2 separate regions of the Danio rerio genome follow, and region 2 is linked to region 1. The links are chromatin contacts, called in public Hi-C maps. All regions are on one chromosome and are shown on one strand. Each heading gives the region's core, a stretch centred on a gene start, on an enhancer-like site or on the middle of the called end of the contact. The rest is flanking DNA. Distances are from core to core; before and after follow the strand shown.

The links. Hi-C and Micro-C count contacts between places; a contact is called where the count stands out from the background.
Region 2: a contact with region 1 is called in a Hi-C map of an unstated tissue, with 3 times the contacts expected there. The contact joins two enhancer-like sites.

The regions. Positions count from the first base shown.
Region 1 is chr5:29,185,171-29,190,159 of GRCz12tu, forward strand. tncb (tenascin Cb) reads right to left here. Exons shown (of 22, transcript NM_130907.2): 13 at 2,563-2,706; 14 at 1,019-1,138; 15 at 795-938. Among named protein-coding and RNA genes, the nearest start is that of b3galt8, 14 kb to the left of the region's middle. Within about 2 kb of position 2,736, at least 4 of the 62 cell types and tissues checked have an H3K27ac peak or open chromatin away from gene starts, as enhancers often do.
Region 2 is chr5:29,286,647-29,291,921 of GRCz12tu, forward strand. All of the region lies in intron 1 of tncb (tenascin Cb), which reads right to left. Among named protein-coding and RNA genes, the nearest start is that of tncb, 5.2 kb to the right of the region's middle. Within about 2 kb of position 3,570, at least 4 of the 62 cell types and tissues checked have an H3K27ac peak or open chromatin away from gene starts, as enhancers often do.

The DNA.
Region 1 (4,989 bases), core at 1,486-3,985:
ATGGGTTTCCTCTGGGTGCTCCGGTTTCTCCCACAGTCCAAAGACATGCGGTACAGGTGAATTGGGTAGGCTAAATATCCGTAGTGTATGAGTGTGTGTATGTGTGTGTGTGGATGTTTCCCACAGATGGGTTGCAGCTGGAAGGGCATCCGCTGCATAAAAATAGTTGGCGGTTTATTTCGCTGTGGTGACCCCAGATTAATGAAAGGACAAAGACGAAAAGTAAATGAATGAATGAATGAAATGATGTTTAACAAAGCAAGGAAATTTTCACAGTATGTTTGATATTTTTTTTTCTTCTGGAGAAAGTCTTATTTGTTCTATTTCAGCAATAAAAGCACTTTTTAATTTTTTAAAGACCATTTTAAGGTCAAAATTATTAGCCCCTATAAGCTATAACATTTTTTCAATAGTCTACAGAACAAACCATTGTTATACAATAACCTGCCTAATTAACCTAGTTAAGCATTTAAATGTCACTTTAAGCTGTATAGAAGTGTCTTCAAAATATCTAGTCAAATATTATTTACTGTCATGGCAAAAATACAATAAATCAGTTATTAGAGATGAGTTAGCATGTTTAGAAATGTGTTGAAAAAATCTCTCCTTTAAACAGAAATTAGGGAAAAAATAAACAGGGGGGAGAACAATTCTGACTTCAACTGTAGTTCTACAATTTAACTCTGGTAGTGGGCAAAATAAATAATTTCATAATTTTCATTCATCAGAAGTGGTCAGCTGGTAGAATATAGTAGCAGAGATGTGTTGTGGTATTAGTGTGTCCATCGGCTCACCTGTAGTGAAGTCAGTGCTGGTTGCCGCACTCTTGGCTGTGTCTCGGAATGCATAGACTTTAACAGTGTATAAAGTAGCAGGAGTGAGGGAGCTCATCTCAAACTCCACCGTGTTCCCAGACACCCTTTCCATCACCGGAGCCACTGACAAACAACAAAACACACAACTGAGACTCACTGCTTCCTTCTGTTCCGCAAGAATAATGACTGACAGTCTGAGTTACCACTGTCTGCGCTGTATGTGATCACATATCCGTCTACAGTGGCGATGGACGGCTGCCACAACAGCAGGGCTTCAGTGTCGCTGATGTTCACTGCTGTCAGGCCTCGAGGTTTATCCAGAGCTGAGGGCCAACAGATACACAAACACACACACACATGAGAGAAGCAAAAACCACTCAGACAGCCTGGAGGCCATTACTAGGCTTCTGCCAGACTGGAAAGCAAAATGTGTACAACTTATGACTCCATATTACTGCCTTCTGTCGAGCTGCTTTTTAAATTGACTTTGCAGTTGCATTTATATTTGTTTTTAGTAATTTGTATGTGTCTATAACAGGGATGTGACAAGATCTTGTATGACGAGATCTCACAAGATTAAATCGAGATTTCTCATCGAGGTGAAAAGTTGTCTCATGTGTTGTGTTGTTTTGATGGAGCATAAGGGTGAATTTAGCACTGAAAGTCGGAGGCAGGTCGGAGGCAGGATTTGATTTGAACTGCAAATCAAGTGCTTTGCACACACCAGGCTGGGCTCAAGAGTTGCGCATGTCACTCGGTTGCTTGGGCGAGTGTGACGTAGTCAAATTTTTTTTTTAAACTAGAGGTCCGCAGCTACCGCATCCAACAGAGGCTACAACTGCAGCCACACTCATTAACCATGCTACATATTCATGCAATGGCATAGCACTTCAGATATTCTTAAAGTCGTAATCGTTTTAAACAAATGTAATTAAGACATGTGGAGTATTCCTATTTAGGTCGCATTATTGAAGTGTAGAGCAAAGAACGAAATCAAAATATTACCGTCGTTTAGGTCTTTTAGCCGCATTTTGCGACAGGATAAGACCTACACACACGGACACTATTATGTGCACTTACAGAGTTAGTAAAAGACACATCTCTAAGCATGCGCTCACACACACACACACACAGATGAAGATTTCTTAAAAATAGTGTAAAAATCTAGTCTCCTCTAATTCTGTTGACCCAATTCTCTTGTCTCATCTCGTCACACCCCTAATGTATAATAATAATAATAATAATAATAATAATAAATCAATAAATAAATTTTGTAATCTTAATCTAAATAATTATAATCTAAATATATCTTAAAATTAAACCTAAATATGATCTTAAATGGTGCACTACAATTTTTCATTTAGACTTTAAATAAAAACCAAACTGCTAAAAAGATTTTTTTCTATATTATTAAAACAAAAATAATAAAAATGGACACAACCAAAGTACAAAATTAAACCTACATTTAAAATAATAAGTGTTTATATAGTTTTAACATTGATTTGTACTTGTTTAATACTCTAAATATTTTCTCAAACCATCTGTATTGTATAAAGCTCTAAACATAGGACTCGACTGACTAAATGTATATTGTAAGAGAAAAATTATATATATCATTTTTATCTTAATTAGTTTTGCTTATTTAATCAATAGTCATAATTATTCACTTGCTGTGATAATTATATTAGTTAGAGCTTTCCTGACCATACATTTCATGAGATTATAATAAAATTAGGTTGAACTATACCTGTGGTGACCCTTTCAGATCCGGGTTCACTCTCCTCCAAGCCCTTAACAGCGATGACCGTGACCTGGTAGGTGACACCAGGGGTCAGATTGGAGAGCATGGCTTGAGACTCTCCTCCATCCACTCTCAGTGTCAGAGGACTGCCTGCAGGGGGAGACAGAGACCTGCAATCAGCTACTCGTCGCTTAACACACTAGAGGGCAGCATTCTCTGTAATTGATTGATAATGGTGAAATACAAGAATGCTGTCCTGATGGATAAAACAGAGTGTTTGATTGATGATATCGACGGATAGTTTCACATTACTGAAGAAGGAACTAATCTAAACACCGGGAAAGATCACAGAGAAGCCAAAAGGACACTATGAGACCTTTGGGGGGCATCTTTTCGAATAGATCAATTTATGATGCCAAAACAGCAGTCTGGGAGAATTTCCGCCTCAACTTATGCAATATATTACATAAGAAACAATTTATGAGAAATCATAAACCGAGGAAGTACAAATAAATCAATGATGTGCCAGGAGGCAGCCATCCAAATTCATAGAAAACCACACAGTCAAGTCTCACTTTCTGAGAATGAATTTTCATTCAAGTTTGAACTTATCTATATTGTGAATAGAGACTAGCATTAAGCCAAAAAACACACAATATGGTCCTATGCAACATGTGTAGTGTGTCTCAAGTGTTCTGGAGGTACACAATAGAAACTTGAAAAGGGAAGCCTGGAAAGTCTGGACAAAATCAAGCCAAAATTTTATTTTAGGAAAGTGCATAATTAGTAAGAAACCAAGATAAGCAATTGCTACAATTGAATACATTTCATGCACTTTCTTCCCTGAGGTACTATAAAAATACATGATGTGTTTCAAGAGTTCACGCTTAGAAATTGCCTGACGCTATTAGCAGGTTTGGCATGCTGTCCTGGGAAGAGAACCCTGAGCTCAGAGATAATTGAGCCCAGGCCTCTGCCTGGTCAACAAGCATATAAGAGGGTCTGAGATCAGGTAGGTCTCGAGACACGAAACATCGTTAGCCAACTAAGGTTGCATGTTCTCTCGTTACAAACATAGTTTGTTAATTTAGCGTTTCCCAAATCCATCGTTCCAACAAGCATTCGCAAACTTGTAGAGGCAAAAATCCTGGCTGTGTTCTATTCCCTATTTATTTAGAACAGACTAACATTTAAACTTAAAAAAACATTAAAGTCTTTACTCTTAGGTGTAATTTGCTTTCAAAGTATTTTTACAATTCAGTTTTAGTAATCTTCATGTTTACAATTGCGCACCCTTGGCAGTGCACTTTGAAAACGTGATGTCATTTTGAACCCAGCCATAGCTCATGACGAAAGCTATAAGTGACCTTTTATTAAATAGCAGAATTTACTTTAAGTCTCCAAAGCTTGTGAAAAAAAACAAAGCATATGTTAATGCTTTTAATTTATAGTAGGTTATTTAATAAGTATCTGTACTGTATATGACATAGGCCTGTTAGTTAGAAGATTTCTGCAGTGGTTTGGATGTGTCAAATTGTAAAAGCAGACTTTTCAAAAATTTTTAAATAAATCAACAATATTCTAATTAATCAACATCATCATTAATATTATTATTAAAGTAGCTAAAGGTTAAAGTAGTAAAGTATTTTTTTATTTCCTAATGAATAATAAATATTACATTTAATTTCAATTTAATTTAACAGCCTCATTATTTATTTATTTATTTATTTATAAGATTTATATATGATATTAGAATATGTGTTAACTTTTCATTTTATGTTTGAGATTAGAATATGTAATGTTCTCAATAATATCTGTAAAGGAAACATAGGCACTGTATGTGCCTTTTACATATATTTCAATTAATATAGAAAGCGAGTGCATATTTTTGGTTTTTACCAAAAATAATATTGGATTTTTTATTTTTTTTTAAGCAAATGCATGTAAAACAATATAATTTGCACAAAGAAATTTTGGGGCTCTTCTCTAAAGAAGTTGTTACCCACCCTGTTTAGAGCATCATAATGGGCATTTTACATTATAACTAACATGGCTCAAGCGATGGATCTGCAACAGAGAAACTACGGGTTTTGGGAAACACTAGTCACTACATCATTCTTTTCCCAAACGATGTATCGTACTATGATAGTTCAGCTGTGAGTCATTGTTTGAGAAACACACCCCTGATTGGATTATTCCTGATTATGGATGAGAGGCCAGTCGTGATCAGCCACGATCAAACATATCACGCGCTCCTCTTGAAATTTGTCTGTAAAACTTTCATTTGACAACCAAAGTTTCTGTCTGTAAAATTCTATGGAGAATATTGTGTTTTTTTTTCAATTCATTTCATTCATCTTGATTCATCAAAATAGTATATATTTCAGTGTCAGACGTATTGAACAACTGTACTAATAGTGTTTCATTAACACA
Region 2 (5,275 bases), core at 2,320-4,819, 100 kb after region 1:
CAATCTCCTAATAAATGAACACTAGTTATCATTCAAATACTTTACATAAGAATAGTAAGTGGCAAGAATTGCTTGGGATTCCCAAATACTGCACCTCGGCTAACAAGGAAAATAACTGCTCACACTATTAAAATTACAGGTGACTAAAACAAACAAAAAGGATTTAACAGTGATGTTGTAAAAGCTTTTGGTTCCCCAAACATCATTTTAGTGTTCTTTTTACACATAAATAACACATTTTTGTGTTATTTCTGATAACTAATTAATAAAATACCTAATTGGATGTAAAATTAACAAGTGGATGTAATGTTTTTGCGTTGAACCATAGATGCCATTAAACAAAGATTGTTTCTCTGAAAACTGCTATGGATTTTAAACATACATAACCTCTAAGATCAAATGTGATTATAAATGAGACCTCTGTAGCTCGCTGTCAAAAATGGTAAATACATAAATTCCTTCATGCGCAATTAAACAGAACAACTATACGGTTTGCATGATCTCTAATTAGTCTAAACGCAACATCACAACCGTCTAGAAAGCATCAACGAGTCAACCGCATCCAAGCAGAAAAGTTAAGCCACGGATATTCATAGCTCTGCCTTCCACAGTCAGTGTCACGCAGCGTCTCAAACAGCGGGTTTCTGCAATCATGCCCTCAGTGTATTAGAGCACAGTCTAATTGAGAGACTCTGGGATGTGTAGATGTGCTCATCCAATACCAGCACGACATGCAATACAGATCAGATACAGAGCCTTCCTGTTTCCAATAATCTTATGTCTGCTCTCAATGTTTGGCTGAAAACAATCCCCCGCGTTGTGAAAGTATTTATATGCTGGCAAAGGATCTGCAACAAATCACTAAATCTTGAAATGTTATCCATCAAGATGACCCAGGAGCCTTTGACCCCTCTGGTTACATTTTCTTTCTATCACCTTCAGTGAAAGAGTGTGTTTGCCCACTGTCCCTCTCTCTCTCCACAGCTCTGTTTGAGACAATTTTATCACGATCCCTCCTCTTGAGGCTGGCATATGGTAGCACCATACCGGCCGTCTGTGATGTGCCCTGCTATTGACACACAGAGTTATTATTGCCTCCTGGGAGCTCTTAAAGCAGCAGCAGTAAACACATCTCCATGCTCTATTAATCTGCTGGTATGATTGCTTGTGTTTGTGCAGAAACCAGAATGCACGGCAACACCGTACATGCATGCAACTATAGCAATGTGCACATTTACACATTTAGAAAAATGATTAGGGAAGCAAAAATGTTGCTTGTGGTGACCTTCTACAAGAGATGTTGATATCCTTTCTACATCATGAGTCAGAAACATTTATCTATCATGGTATGCTTAAAATGAAGGTGTTAAAATGCTAAATGTTTACAATACACCAAATCAGCAATTACCCAGCGCACATGTTTTTTTGTTAAAAAGAAGTCTAATAAACGCTTAATAGATGTCTAAACATAAAGGCCTTGGCTAAAACTACATTAAGTTTGGGCTGTCAGTAAAAATAGTCTAAAAATAGCCCTAGACTAGTTATAAAAAAGACTATTTATTTCTACAAACGCAATCTGTATAATCTGTGCATTTGATGTCTAATCTACATCAGAGCTATTCATAGATATCTGTCAGACCCCAATTGTTGGCTTGTTTTAGCTAAGACATTTATGTTTTGGAACAGTGTTTCTCAACCACGTTCCTGGAGGACCACCAGCTCTGCACATTTTCCATCTCTCCTCAACCAAACACACCTGATTCAGATCATCAGCTCATTAGCAGAGACTGAAAGACCTGTAATGAGTGTGACAGACAAAGGAGACATCCAAAACATGCAGTGTTGGTGGTCCTCAAAGAATGTGGTTGAGAAACACAGTTTTAGACTTCTATTAGACATGTACAGTATTAGACACAAAATTGCTTTGGGGGGTAAGAGTAATGTCTGAAGATATTATCGAATCTGAAGACATCTGCAACTATGACATTTTCTAGAAGAATGGCTTTTTGGTGTGCTCTGGCATATTTTTCAAAGGTGCCACAATATTAAACCACAAGCAACATTTATTTATTTTTTTTATTTTGTATAGAACTTATTTAACATCAGTTTGTCTCAATAAGATATTTCCTAATGTTTCTCAATGTTGTTTTAAGTGCAAATCCAATGTTGGTACCGGATGCATGTATTCTGGGATTGTGACATGATTAAGACATACTGGAAAGAAATCCACAAATTAGTTTAGAAGATTATTGGAAAACCTTTTAGTTATTTATCTTCTGAATTGTAAAACACAATTCTACACCTTAAGCCTTATTCACACCATGAGCTACTCATAGCGGCAAAGCAACAGGCAATTGTTTCTTTCAAAGGAGAGCGAGCGACTTTCAGTGACCATTGGCAACCAGGTGGGCGTGCTGAGCGCTGCGTCAAAGTTAAGAATCCTTCAACTTTATGCAAACGAGGAGTGCCTTTTTTTGAGCAACAACCAATAAGAGCACAATAAGAGCTCACGTGATCCCTTCTCAGCTCACTCAGAGGCTGCTTGTATTCGTGCTGTATATACCTTTACAGAGCTGCCTTTGCAGCAGGACACCACACAGAGCGACGGGCAGCTACAAAGTCGCTGCTGGTGGGAATGAAGCATTAGTCGTGGACTAGAATCTGTATTACACCTTTGCACTTATCTAGCCTGAAAATGTGGTCTTTTGTTGTGGTCCTCTACTAACATTCCTTCAGTCAATATGTGGATAAATCAATATAAAACAGATTTTCTTACCCTTAGAAAAACTGACGTATGACTTGCGTCAGAAATCAGAGTACTCTATGGGAGTTTTTAAAAGACTTTTTTCAACTATTAATTTTGCCCTTCACAAAAGACTTAAATTACTAACCAATGTACGATTGTTTAATAGATGGCTTTATTACTGTATATATATGATGACAGGAGACACCTATACAACTGTTCTGTCATTGCAAATCTTTAAATACATGAAAAAAAAAGAAGAAAAAGAAAAAATAGCAGAATCTGGAGACCCCTGGCTGCTGAAAATCATAAGCAACGAATATTAAAATGCATCACTACAGTTATTTGGACAGGAATATTTCACAAGATGACTTTTTGACAGCTTGGTGTGAATAAAAAACAAAAACACGAGTGGTTAAATGTATGCCAACCTCTGCAATGTCTAATTAACACACACATGTACACATACACAAATGTTACGTTTCACCAAGATATTCTTGGAAGCAATTTCCTCATAAGTTTGACCAGAAAATGCTTCTGTTGAATACTGTGGTACAGCAAATAAGTAGATCTGACACTTCATGTCATTTCAATTCATTAGCACCTCATCCTTAGAGAAATCTGAAACTGTCAAATGGCTTCCGTTGCCTCTTATTTTTAGCATGATGACTTCAGAGTGAAACCCTATGATCATGTTACTTGGACAAAAGAGTTGTCTTATTTTTATCAATTTATCTTCCCAACTCTGTTTGATGTAGGGGAGGTGTATGATTGCATGAGCATATGTTGACACACTCCTGACCCCAGACATATCATCTTTTCCAAGACTTCCATGTCTAATCTCAGAGGAGAATAGCCTATTTGTCCAGAGCATTACCCAGACCATCTGTAACACTAAGCTTGCTCATCCTGTAGGCATGAGTCACTGCATTCTCATTTGCTTTCTTTCTAAATCAGGAATTCTTTAAATGGCACTAAACACCTTGGTGATTGATTTGTTGCCATCACAATCCTCATGTCTGGTCAGGTCTGACCATCAGATGAAGGATACCTTTTCAAGAGACACTTGGAAAATGACCTCACTGTCTTAGGCTGCTGGAGGAAAGATGAGGAGGTTGCGCTCTTTTTGTCACTGGGAAGAAAGCGAGAATCCAAGCCATGCTAAATCCTATTTGTCCTCTAGGGCAGACAGGCTTCTCTGATTACTAGCAGGCCAGGCCAGTGTCTGGCCACTTTGCACAGTTCAATGGTCGATTGGAATGAAAACCTTGGATGAGGCAACACAGACTCCAAACACTGAGCCACAGAGCCAAGAACAAGCCCAAACGGCTGCCATGCATCTCCAGACTACAGCTGCGCATCATTTGATCCTTTAAATGTGCAGTCAACGATGATTTTTCCATATTTAAATCATTAAGTAAAAAAATAATCAAATAAAAAACTTGGTGGCAGCAATTTTAACATCACATCACAACTAGGGTTGTGAACATGGTGAACAGGGTTGTCTTACGGTTTGGTTACGATTATCATGTCATTGATTCAGTTCAATTAGATATCACGGTGCATTAATGATGCATTCCATCCACAATTTTAAAAGAAGAAATAAAAAAAAAATTTTTCTTTTCAAAAAAGCAGTCATTATATGAAGTGAACCATTAATTTTACCTGCTCAAAGAAAACATACTTCTTAAATACATCAAACAAGACTCAAGTACAGGCACAGAAGACAACAGGAGCATTTAGAACAAATACAAAAAGTTCAAGTGTATGATACAACTACTCAAATAATAATAATAAAAAAACATGTTCCCACTTGCTTTTTGAGTGCTGTTGGGCAATAGTCATTGCAGTCAGATGCTCAGAAATGGCATTTGAAACCTGCGTCTATCAATTGATCCATCAGCAGGCTGTGGATATATCTGCCCATAGATGAATGATGCAGTGGAGAAAACACAGACACGCTTGTATCTGGATCCATAAGTATCATTGTAACAACCAAGAGATTAAAGAAAACATGAACTCAATTTATTGGCCACACATAGGGTGAAATAGTCCAGAGTGACAGAAAAAGGCAGAGGAGCTTTACACTATATGCCTGTATTTCCTCCCTAGCAATAAAGTAGGGGTCTTGGGTTCTATTACACCTTCAGTTAATGAAAGTGAAACTCACAAGCAGTAAATTGTACATAGTTGTGAGTGTTTTCAGCTGTTTGGAGAGTTTTAATTTCACCTTCATCTTACCTCCCTCACCATACAGTATTGAATGATGTCGGTATGTTATATTCAGTCATTATTTATTACTGAACTGATAACGAATCATCCATGTCTGCATCATGATCCACTGGAGAAACAATCATTTTGGCAACACTAACATGAATCACTAAGTTCTGCAAACTGTATCTTTGAAAAAACAACATTATTGCACAATTTCATGAATGAAAAATATTAACCATGGAACATTCTGTACAACAGATTCAGCAACCAGAGCAATGCTTATGTGTTAGCATAAATCCAAACAATCCCATAAAAAAA